2 separate regions of the Mus musculus genome follow, and region 1 is linked to region 2. Evidence: chromatin contacts called from public promoter capture Hi-C data. All regions are on one chromosome and are shown on one strand. The core of a region is the stretch at or near the end of the contact, and the rest is flanking DNA. Distances in the headings are between cores, read along the strand shown. Region 1 holds the start of Tafa4 (TAFA chemokine like family member 4). Region 2 has its middle 56 kb from the start of 4930511E03Rik.

What was found. Promoter capture Hi-C pulls out the DNA fragments that hold promoters and counts their contacts.
Region 1: a promoter capture Hi-C map of hippocampal neurons shows a contact between it and region 2, with 10 times the contacts expected there. The contact joins the promoter of Tafa4 here to the enhancer-like site in region 2. A contact is called at or near these places in 4 of 39 promoter capture datasets (the C10 cell line, cranial neural crest, embryonic stem cells and 1 more).

Annotation. Positions count from the first base shown.
Region 1 is chr6:97,055,423-97,061,885 of GRCm38.p6, forward strand. Tafa4 (TAFA chemokine like family member 4) reads right to left here and starts at 4,989. Exons shown (of 6, transcript NM_177233.5): 1 at 4,709-4,989.
Region 2 is chr6:94,884,391-94,891,853 of GRCm38.p6, forward strand. No RefSeq gene overlaps it. Among named protein-coding and RNA genes, the nearest start is that of 4930511E03Rik, 56 kb to the right of the region's middle. Within about 2 kb of position 5,096, at least 11 of the 459 cell types and tissues checked have an H3K27ac peak or open chromatin away from gene starts, as enhancers often do.

The DNA.
Region 1 (6,463 bases), core at 3,739-6,238, 2.2 Mb after region 2:
GCTGCGAGTGGATCAAAGCAGAAGAGGTAAAATGGAAAGAAATTCATCAGAAAGTGAAAAAGGTGCATGTCTCTGTCGCAGGGCAAAGTAGGTGTTTAACCTTCCTTTCTGTATTCATCCATAATATTTGAATGTTCAACTCCAAGCATGTATCACCTTTGTCATTTATGAAACAAATAAAAAAATATTTAAATTAAAGCAATGAGTAGCCAAAAATAAAACTTGTCTAGGCAGTAAGAGTCCTGGGATCCCTGTTATAAACCCTGAGAAACCCCACCCCAGCTCAGGAGCTATTGATAGCTGCTGGCTGCGGGAGGAGGATGCATCCGATTTCTTCAGGAATGTGGCCCTGGTAGGCTGTCCATGCTTCTGTGGATGGTCTTATATATATACAGGCAGCACTTATTGGTCTCAGCAAGTTAAAATCAAAGACGTGAAGTTGAGAGGGAGATATGGTGGAGGTAGACCCTGAAAGTGGTTGGGAGAGGGATGCATATGGTAAAAATATATTGTATGCATGAATGACATTCTCATACCCTTAAACTCAGCACTCACAAGGCAGAGGCAGGGAGATGTCTGTGAGTTTAAGGCCTAATGAATTCCAGGCTAGCCAGGACTACACAATGAGACCCTTTCTATAATTAATTAATAATTGATTGATTGATTGATTGATTGATTGATGTAAAAGTCTGTGATTTGAAGCCCACTGAGTCACAGGCAAGCAGCCATGCTATACAAAAGAAACTTAGGTGTTCAGGCAAAGGAGGACACAAATGTGAAGAAATGAGACTGAAATTTCAAAGACCACGTAAGGACACACAGTACAAATGAGAAGGTGAAGAATCCAAGCTGATGAAATGGCCATAAATGTAATTTTAAAAATCACTGAGAATTCCTCTCTGAGATTTTTAAGTTAAATTTTATTGCATTTAATTTTTTTGTGCATGTGTGTGTGCTTGCTGTGTGTGCGTGCGTGTGTGTGTTTGTATATGGTCAGAAGACAGCTCTCAAGAGTCTGCTCTCTCCTCCCACCATGTGGGCCCAGAACAATCAGACTCAAGTTGTCGGCCTTGGCTGTAGGTACATTCACCAAACAAGTTATCATGTCATCTGTCCACCTTCAGATCATTTCAAGTGCTGCAGAAGTGCACAAGGGTTTTGTAGCTTAGCCATAGTGTGTTCTGTGCTTTTTTTTTTTTTTTAGTTTAGCAAAAACAACAACAAAAAAAAATCCAACTCTCTCTTTACTTCATTATTTTAAAATCGTCATTCTTTTCTAGGCAGAACACTTTCTTTATATGTGCCAGCAGTACTCAATTTCAAAAAAGAAAACAGTTTGTCTGTGACTCCATTGCCTGTTGAGTAACAGCACCTCCTTTGGATTTGTCAGGTTGTCATGGTATTATCAAGTACCCCCAATACTGGATGCCAATCAGGTGCATAGGTGTCACATCCCAGTACCTGGTTTTTACCAAAGCAGTGTTCCAACAGCTGAGGCAAGCTGCTGAAAGAAATCTACAAGGCTCTCCTCTGCTGAGAAAGCCAAGAGAAGGGTCTCACCACAGCATAGAAACTACTGCATGTAAGTCTTGCTTGGAGCAGACACCGGGGCTGAGAATCAAGACTCTGGGATCCCAATCCATGCTCCCAGAATACATAGCACACCGGGATCAAGGCGTTATAACTCCTCCCTCTGAGATCAGATCTCAGAGCTACTTTCCAGATAGAGCCTTTGTATTTCTTAAACCAGAATGCATAATTAAGTTCCTATTTGAATAAAAAGGGGAAAAAAACACCCCTTGGACAGGCTTTCTAGAGGAAAGTGGACTGAACTTAAATGTTGACCATAAAACTGCAAGTTATTTTTATTTTTACACAAATATCAAATAGATGGGTAGACAGAGTTGGTGGTCTCTTGGGAGAAATGGTTATACTGCGGAGTGAAAATTGAGCAGGCAATATATTAGAAATGCAATTCCATGGGACAGTTCTCCAAGCCTGAACCACCTAAGGCTCTGACATTAGCTTTGTGAAATAGCATTTTCAGACCAAATAGTTATGGAGTGAGGAAGGTGACTGAGAGTGTCTCCCCAAGCCCATGGCACACAGCTTCACCTGTTTCTTACTCTCAGTCCCAGGCCATCTTCAGGGAGGATAACTTAACACCGAATGATCAAGTGGAGGGAGGCTTTGAAGACATCTTGTGATCCTGGATGACCTGGCACCAACATCCGATGATGCAAACACCTGTACGCCAACAATTCAGCCCACTGCTCCGGTGGCTGCAGTATGGTGGACAGAGCACACACAAACCTAGTCCATTTCCCATGATGTTTCCTAAGGAAACAGAGCCACAGAGGGGCTGAAAACCCCCAAAGGGAAAGGGAACATAAAGGGGAGAGTACACCTATGCAAGTTCTAATGAGATTGTAAAACCCCGATTGGAAAATTTTAGCATTAGGCTAAGCCACGTAACATAGAAACTCCCCCAAACTCTACAACCAGGCAACTAATTGGAGAGTTGGAAAGTGTCAAAAAAGACTCCATCCCCTTACCACAGGCAATATAGGATTCCATACCCAGTATACTCGGTATGATAGGGTGATTTTGGTCAATGCAAGCTCAAAACAGGCAGAGGATTGGCTGCTGATGACATCATGCCCATTGGTTAATCCCCAGTGAATACAGTTTTAATATCATATGCATCGATATATCATTTACATAACAAAGTATTGTAATAAGTGTGACAGTAAACGAAGGGGGCAGACAAATCTGCTATTAACAAAGGCTCTGTGACACAGAAAAGGAGGTGGGTGTGGGGACAAAGCAAAGATCTGTTCTTTTTTACTAGCAGGAACTAGGTTATCAAACAATACACGCCTCAAAAAAGATCACAAAATGAATATTGAAATCCAAGTGACCTAGAACAGTCCAGTCCTAGAAATATCAGAGGCTGCTTCCAATAAAGAATATTCAATAGCAAAGAGATATTCACAGGTCTATTTTGCAATGAGGTGAAATAATACAACCATTCACAACCTGCAAACTGCCTTTCTGAAGAACTTTATTACAGATAACAGGGAAAACAAGCCAATCAAATCATGACTTAAGTCTTCCAACACATTGTGACATGTCAAAGGTAGTTAGCACTGAGAGAAGAGAGCGAAGTCTAGAAAAACAGGATGGGAGAGGAACTTAAGGGAGGAAACCTTGAAACACAGCCATCGATCAAGCTATTGAAACAAACTATTGATCAGAAAGCATCCACACCTAGAAAGCTCTGTGCACCAAAGAGTGATGCCAAATCTCTGGGTCATTTGGAGAGGACATTAGTCACCATCAGTTGGAGAGACCCTGGAAATCTTAACAAGACCTGTATTTCCAACCCAGAGGACGTGGGCTTGCACCCCTGACTTGTGACTCTCAAGTTAGCAGAAATGTGCCTCATCCAAGAATCGGTTGTAGAATTCTTCAAAGCAAATCAAACGTCTGTTCCTAAATAGCCAAGCGGTCAACAACACTAACTACATTGTCAGACTGCCATTCCTAAATTATATTGGGGTTTTGTTGCTGGTTTGTTGTTTGCTTGCTTGTAGCAAAGATGTTTTGACGAAGCTTAGTCACTGATGTGCACAGGTTTGGTTGCCTGAGTCAGCAGATGGGCTATCCCCGTATCAAGGATTACAGGAAATATCAGACTAAGGACTCAATGGAAATACCCCCTCTCCCACTGAGGCCGCCTCCAAGCAGGGATTTTTGCCTGTCACATCTTATTAACTTTGCTCTTCTCGGAGGGAAGGGCATTAAAAAGTTAAAAGCAAAAAGAGTTCTGGGATCAGTACGCTTCACCAAAAGGGATACTTCAGTCCCGGTGGGGGTTGGCACATGGCTGCTACTCCAAGAGTCTGTGAACTTGTACATATGCATATTTCTGGCTGATTCATAACTCAGCGTTCAAGGGAAAAAACACACTAACACACTAGCAAGAAGCTTGTGGCTTGGGCTGCCTTCCCAGGTGCAGGCTATAAAGCTTTCTATTTCCAATTCTCCAAGGACAAGCTTGGGTTAAAGACGCCCTGCGGTGCGGTGCGAGACAAGTGGCCATGTAACTGAAGCAAGAGGGAAATAAATTTTGAGGCGCTTGCAGCTTTGGTGGACAAAGCCGAGATGCCTCACCAGAACTCTAAGACCCTTCCCTGTTAACCACCTGCGCTCCCAGTCAGCCCAAGCTGTCGGAGGTCCAGGAACCAGCCCACCTACTTCCTCCTGCTGATACTTGTAAGGACCCCTGCTCGGATGCAAAAGGATGAGACCTCAGTGGCCAGACAGAAGCTCCAGCTCTTGGGGTGTTCGCCCTGAGACTGCTCACCCCAGTTCATCAAGTGGCTGCCTCAGCACCAGTAGGGCTCCAGAGTCTGAACTCCCAAATTGGAAGTGGCTGCTGCCCGCCGTCCCTACTCATAACCCCTAGCTGCACGTCGTATCCTTCTCAGTGTCTCTTCTAACTTTAGGATGCACGCGGCTGATTCAAGTACTTCCCCCTGCTCCCTGCTAAATGCTGGAGTGACTAGGGCTAGCTACACCGAGACTAGTGAAACTGAAATTAGCCCCAAAGGCCACTCTTCTCGCGGAGACCATGCTTAAGCATAAGGTTCAAGGCTGCTCTAACCCCTTCTCCCGCCAGCTCTACCCCAGAGCCCATTCTTACTAGACTAGAAAGAGCAGCCGAGTCAGATCCGGGAGTCCAGAGTGAAGCGCCGATCACAGCACTGAAACCAAAGGATGCTCAGCTGGCGACTTGCGCCCATCACCCTCTTAGTACGGCCGAAAGTGGGGAAAGTTCCGGTGCTGCTGCAAAGAGAAGCCAAAGCTACCGTGGGAAGCGCCGTGTCTTAAAGAAGAAACATTGTCCCAGCCAGATCCCAGAGGGTGCAGACAGCCCTGCGCGCCCAGCAAGTGCGCCCCGTCCAGGGTGGCTCCAGGCTAGCAGTGCAGAAACCAGCCCAGAGCTAGCTGACCAGGAGGAGCCCGGCTGGCCGCTGACAGCGCTGATTGGCCAGACTGCCCGATTGCTGGCGCCCTTGTCAAACCCCGCAGTCCACGTGGGCCTGTCCTCTGAGCCCCACCCCCCCTCCACCCCTCTTCCCTCACCTCCCTACCGTACTGCTGTGTGCGCCTCTCCTAAGCGAGCGCCTCGCTGTGGCCACTACTCCGCAGGTGCTGGAGGAAAGGTGTTGATTCTTCTGAACACCTGAGAGCCAAGTTAAGCCCTGCAAACGGTAGGAGAATTTGGGGTTCCGCTCCCAGTTGAAACCATTTCCTCCACAGAGGTCCCACTACAGACTGCAAGCAGGCATCTTCTAACGTGTGCAAAAGCAGTCTGGCTGCATGCGTAATGTCTTTGCGTGAGAAAAAGAGAAAACTTGACACACAGGTTAATAGCTAAATGATTTTCTAAAACAAAAACAAACAAACAAACAAACAAACCTGTTTTAATGGGACTCATTGCCTAAGCATGCCAGAGACCAGCACTAGCACTACATAAAACTAGATGCAGTGATGCAGTCTGTGACCCTAGCAGGAGGATCAGAAGTTCAAGGTCATCTAGACGACATAGCGCGTTTACCGTTAGCCTGAATCCTGTCTCTAAAATCCAGTTCTTTGATGCCTTACCTCTACCTTGTTTCCAGCCCCATCCAATCGCTTTTCCCTCTTCCCTCACAGAAGTAACCAACAATCAGCGGCATTTAAACAGTATCTTCTCTCATCTGACCGCCATTGTATAGATGAGAAAACTAAGGCTCAGAGAGGCTAAATAATTTGCTCACAATTGTGGAGTTAATTAGTAGTAGTACCGCTTATATTTGACCCCGGTTAGCAAGCACGTGCCTTCTCTCTGAGACCAGGCTAGAATTTTGGACTTTCAGGCTCCACCCTAGAACCAGAATTTTCATTTAAACTCAAAGTCCCCATGTGGTTGTTATATGCATGCAGTTTGAAAACCACCATTCTCTGTCACCGTGCTGTCCTCTGCCACTGGCTAACAGCTCCCCCCACCCCACCCCCAGTCCTTTTATTTTTCATTGAATTAAAATGATGAGCCATCTACCGCAGACGCATCCACATATATCCACTTTCTCTCCCTGCTGCTTGGTCTCATCCAGGCCACTGCCCTTGTTTCCCACGCCTCCTGCCACACACACAAGCCACACCACATTATTTCCCTGATTGCAAAACAGTGACAATCCCTGGCTCTTTTGTTATCAAAATTGGGGCCTTGCAAAGTCAGTCACGCTATTAAATTGTCACCAACCTAAGGGTTTTCAACCATGAGCAACCCTTGCGAGCGTGCCTGTTCCTATGATGGTACAGTTAAAGGACATCCTGGTAAATGTCCAATGATGTGATATGCCGAATGCAGCAGTTGACAGAGGCAGAATGCCCCCTATGAACTGAGCTATAC
Region 2 (7,463 bases), core at 3,846-6,345:
TGCAACATAATTTATCCAAGTAGTCTTGACTTATTGGTCATTTAGAAATTTTTTTTTTTTGCTAACATAAATGATGTTACAGTGAATATATTTGAATGTTTATTTTTTATATTGAAATTGTTTTTGAATCTATGCATCTTTCCACTCTTTAGGACATCTTTGAGGATGATGTGATAAGCTATATGCAATTAATATGTGTTGTGTGAGAGAGTCCTTCTGTACACAGAGTACAGGCTTAGGCAGAGGCCTGAGTTATTCCAGTGCTAATATTTCATTAGAGTGAGATAGGAAGAGATTTAAATATGATGTACTATCACATATGATAGCAGTTCTCAACAAGTGGGTCACAACCCCCTTGACAAACTTCTGTCTCTAAAAGCATTTATATTATGATTCATAAAATTATAGCTATTAAGTAGCCAAAAAGTAGTTCTATGATTGGGGGGGTCACCACTGTGTTAAACTGTATTAAAGGGTCGTAGCATTAGGAAGGCTGAGAACCACTGACATCGGCAATTGTCTTGTGCACAGTATATGCTCACTAGACAGCAGCTGATCTTGACATGACTGAGGTTGTTTCTTTTGTTTGGTCCAAGCACCGTTACCTTCTCAGCCGCCTCACCAGCCCGTCCTCAACAACACACAAAAAGATAGCAATTTTTACACAGAGAATCAAAATTCCTAATAGAGAGGAAATGCAGTAAGAAAGAAGGAGGTACAATTAAGACTTTTTTTTTTGAGACAAGGCCTTGCAACTTATCAAAGATGGGCCTTGAACTCACTACTCTCCTATCTTTGCCTACTGAGTGGTAGGATTACAGGTATAACTAGCTATTTCTAGCTACTATACCTAGCTAAAATCCTAAAGAAAAGAGAAGCCACCTTAATGGGATAAGTGGGGATAATTTTATTCATGTGAGAACACAGCTCCATTGCCATGGGAAACTGAAGCTGAGACCATACATGGTTCTAGTACTGTCCTTTGTCCACAGAACATCACTTGTGAAGAATAAGAAGGTCTGGTCCACTTACCAACCTGTCTCTCAAGAGGTAACAATGGGTGTGGGTGGCACAAAGTAGGAGGGAAAGAGGGAAACAGGTGGCTTGGAAAATGTAAGCTCAGAGTTTATTGTTGCAGGTGTGACCGGCCCAAGTACAGTGGATTTGCAATGGAAAAGTAGGCTTGTCCCTGGGAGGAGCTGGGCCAGGTGGAGAAGAGAGACTGTCCAGAGTAATCCCAGGCTTGCAATGGCCTCGATACCTTCCCTGGCTGTCTCCATAGTCATTACATTGGGCTTCTGAGTGACATACTGTCAATGCATCGTAAAGAGAAACACTGGGTCAGTTCTCTGTTACTGTAACAAATACTCAAGAAAACCCACTTATAATGAGAAGAGGTTTATGCTGGCTCACGGTTCTGGGGACCTCTATTCATGATCAGGCAGGTCTATTATTTTATGTGTCTAGTGGGGACTGAAGGCTATCTCATAACAGGTATGTGAGGCAGAGAGAACTGTCCACCTCATGACTGGGACATGAAAGAGACCAAAAGGCCAGGGTTTATCCTTCAAGGCCACATCCCAGGGAACAGAAGGCCCTGCTCTAAGCATTACATGTTCAAGTTTTCACCACTGCCTAATAGCTGGACATTAAGCTCCCGTGTCTGGGTGTTTGGGCGATAGTTATATTCTGAAGGGCAGCAAATGGTCTCTGAGAAGATGGGCTTCCTGGGGGTTGTTTTGAGACCTGCTTTCTTTAACTCATCAGCTTACTGTTAAAAAAAAAAACAAATATGAAAATACTCTAATAAGAATAGAAGTCCTGTAACCCGGCTGGCCAGCTCTACCTCAAAGATACCTGTTGGGTATTTTTCTATTTTTCTAGATGCTTGTGATTAGGGTTTTGGGAAAATTAACACTTTCTTTAGAGTTAGGAAGTTTAAAGTTGTTTGCTTTTTTTTTTAAAAATATTATCCACGTTTGAACAGAATTGGGAGTGAAATGGCTTTTTCCTAAATGCAAAAAACTGGGTGAAGAAACCCAGGAGTGGGCTGTGTGTACCATTCAAGTCCCGACACACCTGACTCCGTGTCTCAGGATAGGATGCCCAAGGTGATGAGTGAAGTTCTGATGAGGCTGGCTGCTTTCCACACAGACACAAGAAATAGCTTCTACCCATGCCTCTGTGCGAAGAACAGATGTGTAAGTAGAAACAGATGTGTTTGACCACAGCTATACCTTCTCACCCCTTTCCCTAGATTTGGGGAATCATTTCATTCTGAGAGTCTGAGACCCTCCATGATGGATTTTTAGGGGTGTGTATATGAATGTAAATGCATTTGTGTGTGGTTATGAGTTTGATAAAAGTGAAGGCACAAGGCTAGTTGGATAGCTTAATCAGCAAAGTGCTTGTTGTGTAAGCATGGGTGCCTAAGTTTGATTCCCAGAAATCATGCTCAAAAAAAAAAAAAAAAAAAGTCATGTAGGATAACTCATGTCTGAAACCCTAGTGTTGGGGAGGCAAACTTAAGAGGATCTGAAAGATTGCTTCCCAGTCAGCCTACCCTACTTAGAGAGTTTTGGACCAGTGAGAGAGCTTATATTAAAAAACAAGATGGACAATGCCTGGGGAATGATGCAGCCATTGTCCTCTGGCCTCTGTATCCACACACACACTCCTGAACATGCACCCCTCTATACACACTAATGAAGGCATGTGGTCCTCATCTCAGTGTTACTTAGCATCCGTGAATAGTGGTGGAGCTCAAGAACATACATTTCACTAAGTGCTATGAGTAGTACATCCAAGCTCTAGTCCAGGTTAGTGCTTTTCCATCTTGATAACTAGACCATATTCTCTCCAACAAGGACACTCTCTAGGCAGACCTTTGCTATCTACGGTTCTTAAGTTTCTTAAGTGGTTCTTATGTAGCTGACATGGATCGCCTTCCGTGGTGCAATGTAACAAGAAACAAAAGTCAATATAGGGAATCCAGTTCTGAATCAAATCTATTGGAGCACACACATCCCAAGCCCTCAAGAGCCTCCTTCACAGTGTTACCTGCACTCTGTAACTTTACCCAACAGGCAAATCTCAGACACTGTCTTAAAAGCTCCATGCTCACAGGAATTGTTGGGGAGCTTAATGAGAACCAGCCTCCTGGATCCAACTTCTGATTGCTTTGACTCCGGCTAGATGAAGCCAATGGAACACTATCTGTACCATGCACCCAGGTGACTCCGATGCAATCTGTCCATGGTCCCTCTGAGAAAGAGTGTTTAGACCAGTACTGTGTCAGCTTGCTTTCTATTGCTGTGATAAAAATACCAGAGCCACTAAGACCTTGGGGAAGAAAGGGTTCATTTGGGTTACATGTCCTGATCACAGATGATCATTGAGGGAAATAAGGGCAGGAAGTGAAGGCAAGAGCTGAGGCAGAGACAACAGAATGCTACCTAGTGGATGGCTCCCCATGGTTTGCTCCTCCCCTGCTTTCTTACACCACAGAGGACCACCTGCCCAAGGATGGCAGCTCCCACAATGGACTGGGACCTCCCATAGTAATCATCAATCAAGAAAATGTCCTAAAGACTTACTTACAGGTAATCTGATGGAGACATTTTCTCAATTAAGGTTTCCTCTTTTTGGATGATTCTAATTTCTGTCAAGTTGATATAAAATTTAGCACAAATGCTTCTCAATTTGGGGTTATATTGTGGGGGGGATTTGACCCTGTTTAGAGACATTTTGATGGTCATAACGTGTATGTGTGTGTGTGTGTCTATTCCTAGTAAATAGAGGTCAAAGACAGTCAATATCTTAAAGAAAACATCCAGGAACTATTCCCTGGCCCACAACACCAAGCCTGAGGAGTGGTACTAAATCTACTGTATTCTCTTCTAGCCTCCCCTTCAGAATTTTGGTAGCTGGGATGGGGCAAAGCACGGCAGTAGAACATTTGCCCAGCAGGTACAAAACTCTGAGTCAACCCCCCAATAAGCAATTGAACGTAACTCCACAGCGCTCCTTAAGGGTAAAAGTCAGCAGTACATGATTTCTCACCCTGATGGAAGCTAACCCTTCTTTAGACCCGGATCCCTGGTACATTTGCTATCATTCGGGCCTCATCCCTTCTCTAGCAGACACTCCACAGCCGACAAATGCTGATACAGTCTCAAGCACACGTTCTTTGGGACAGGCCACAAAGTGCCTTTGTGTCTGGTGGGTCTTGCCCTTGTCGACAGGAAGAAGGGAACACCCACAGGCCTAATTTTAGTTTGAAAGTTTAGTACCAATGTGTTAGGGTTTGAAGTGAGGTTATGCAAGGATATGATGAATTCGTGACCTGGGCATGGGAATACCCCATGGTGATATTTTGAAGAATGGAAATTGGAATGGCAACAAATGTGAGAAGGGACACAGCAATGCCCACAACCTTCCTCAATTTCTAGAGGACAGTTAAGGTAAATGACACTCCCATACCCCAGATGGTTTTCTAAACACAAATAACATTGTTGTGCTTTATAGAATGTTGAACATGCTGCCCGGGCAACAACCACTCTGCTGACCTGGGAACCTTTAACTCTGTTATCAAAGGAGCTGGAATAATAAAATGAACCTCGTTGTGCAATTGTCTTGGCTTCCTTGGAACCCCTTGTCTCCTGCTTTAATTGTTACAGTATTTAATCAGGAGGCAACTTGGCTACTCCCACAAATGTATCAAGCTTCATCTAGGAAAATAGCTTTGACGTATTTTTTCTCTACATCCACCAAATAATACATTTGCCTCTGGGACCTCCCAGGGAAATCTGTGGGCAAAGAAGCTATGAGAAGACAGGGACCACCCAACAAACTCAGTCATCACATGAGGGCGGAGCCTTGTGGGTCCTCGTCTGCCACTGTGTCTGGCTACCAGTTGGCAACAGTGAGCAAATAACTTAGTCCCTAAGCCAACCCTGAATTCCAGGAAATTAAAGTTCAGTAAATAACTCTGCACAGATCTTCGAGAGAAACGTCAAGGAGACGGTATCCCGAATGGCTCTAAAAATAGCCAGGTAATTGCCTTTGAAGCTCTCTTGAGAAGATGCACTTAGCTGAAGGAGTGAAGCCGCGAAGGACTCCTTTGTTTGTTGACAGGTGCTGTCTCTATGTAGTCAGCCAGTCACCTCTGAAGTGGGTGTTGGCAACCCAATCAATATTTGGGTACTATGGAGTTACTATGCCACTGGGTTGACCGCCGTTAACAGCAAGGAAACCCATCGTGTGGCTTCTTTAGGCCATACTGTTTACTGAAATGATAACGCTGGCTTTCCTGACCTCGATGCTTGGTTCAGCTTGTCACACTTGGCCTGAACACTGTGGGAAGAGTATTCACCACCTCTCTCTCTGGTCTCCCTTGAGACTATTGATGCTCTTAATGCTACTTTAAAGATCCCCCTACCTTCTTTCCAAGCAAGATTGGAGAATCTAGACATGAAATGCTTCCGCAGAGCAGTGGCAGAGTTCAACCAGTTTGGCAAGTTGCTGCCTGCGGTTTAGGACCCACCGACCGCTTCACTTTCTCTCCTTGGTACTTTAATTCTTCCGTCTTGGCAGTAGACTGTGGAATAGACTTGCAGTCATGAAAAGTATGAAATTGTGTTTGTCTCAAATAGTTTGCTAGGTTCTTCATCAGTCAGAGGCCTACCACAGGTGTGAATATTTGTTTGTAATCCAAACATAGCAAAGTAAACGGTCGCATTTTGCACACCCCTCTTCCCATACAATGCTTTGAATATTTTCTTTGTGATGGTCAATGACTTTGTTTAACTTCAAAAACAGCCTGAATGGAAAGGAAGGGCTGGGAGACTTGAAACTGTTTGTACAAGGTCTGAAAGTGAGTGATGGCTAGGCTAAGCTGGGCATAGAGTCCTGACATTTTGTCAGCTCCCTGAGGAGGCAGATGTAATGTCCACGACTCACCTGCCATGTGTTGATGGAAAAACAACTCTGTCACGCATAGTTTTTAAGGCTACACACGTGACCTTTAACCTCAGAACCTTTCCAGAGTTTTCCACTGGGTATCAAAATTCTTTCAAATATTTCCAGCTGGGCATCTCCTTGAGCTGTAATTGCAGCTCAGCATTTTAACATTGGTGGCTATTGTTGAAGGAATATTTTCTCTCCCCCCATGGCAAGGACCATTTGGTGAACTCTCGCTGGTAGACAGAGGGAGGTGGGAAATTGCCAGGATTGTTAAAGCTTAGCCTTTTGCCTTCCAGTTGAATCCTAGAGTCCTGAAAGGGGAATATTTTTGTGGGTATTCAAGTTCCTGTCCTCATGTTAGGTTTCTAGACAGATCCTGGGAGACAAAGAACTTTTCCCTATTGTGAAGTTCAGTGTCTCCACAACAGAGTGGAAACTCAGACACCCTGAATCTAAGAACCAGAACTGATGCTAAATAAACAAATAAAGATCTAGTAACTGAATTTCAGGGCAAATTACAAATCTTCTGATTGATATTTTCTACTAATCTAATTAAAATGGTCAAAGATTGTTATAAAAGACATTTAGGGGCATACCCAATAAATAACATCATGAGGACATATCCAGAAGAGAATAATTCAGACCTAAAACAATACATTTCCCACAAACAAAAAGGGTTCACAGAGCTAAAAGAATGAAATACACACACACACACACACACACACACACACACTGAGTTAACTCAGAGACTTAATTGGAGAATTTCATGGAGGAAAAGAAAAAGCACCTACAGTTGTCAGTGATGCCCTGACAGGGCCTAGGAGTCGCTGGTTTGGTCACACTAAGTCTTGAGATAAATCAGAACTGCTCTGGACTGTGTCACAGGCGACAGCTCTCTAGAATTTTCAGTGAAGCCGAGTATTTCCACTGTTCTTTCCAAAGATGGTTCATTTATTTTTCTGACTTCTCAGATTGTCAGACCAAAGGACCCCAACATTTGCTGTGCACATTGATGCTTGTAGCTCCTTCATAGAAATTTCCACTGAAGTGAGCTAAAAATAACCAAATGAAAAGAAAGTGGTGGGCTCTATCTTGGGAACTATTAACATAATTTCCTACATTCCCCGGGTGAGGCCACTGAGATACAGTGAACTGAATGGTTTCTCTCCTAGGTTACAGGTTCATAAATGATAAATCCTTCACTTCTTTACTGCCCTGTCACGAAGTTCAGTGCCAATCTATAAGGTCTAGTTCACTCTAGACACTGTTCTGCCTTGAGGATTCCGTATACTAAGTTTCAAAACGTGTGGTAGTCTAGGAATAAAATACATTTCTGAAATTTCTCCCTCCCCTGTCTTTCTTTCACACACACACGCACACGCACATGCACACATGCACATATGCACACACACATTGGCCCTCAGTATCATAGGGGTTAGTTTTAGCACTTCTACACATGGCAAATCCATGGATGATTAAGCGTCTTTCATAAAGTGGCA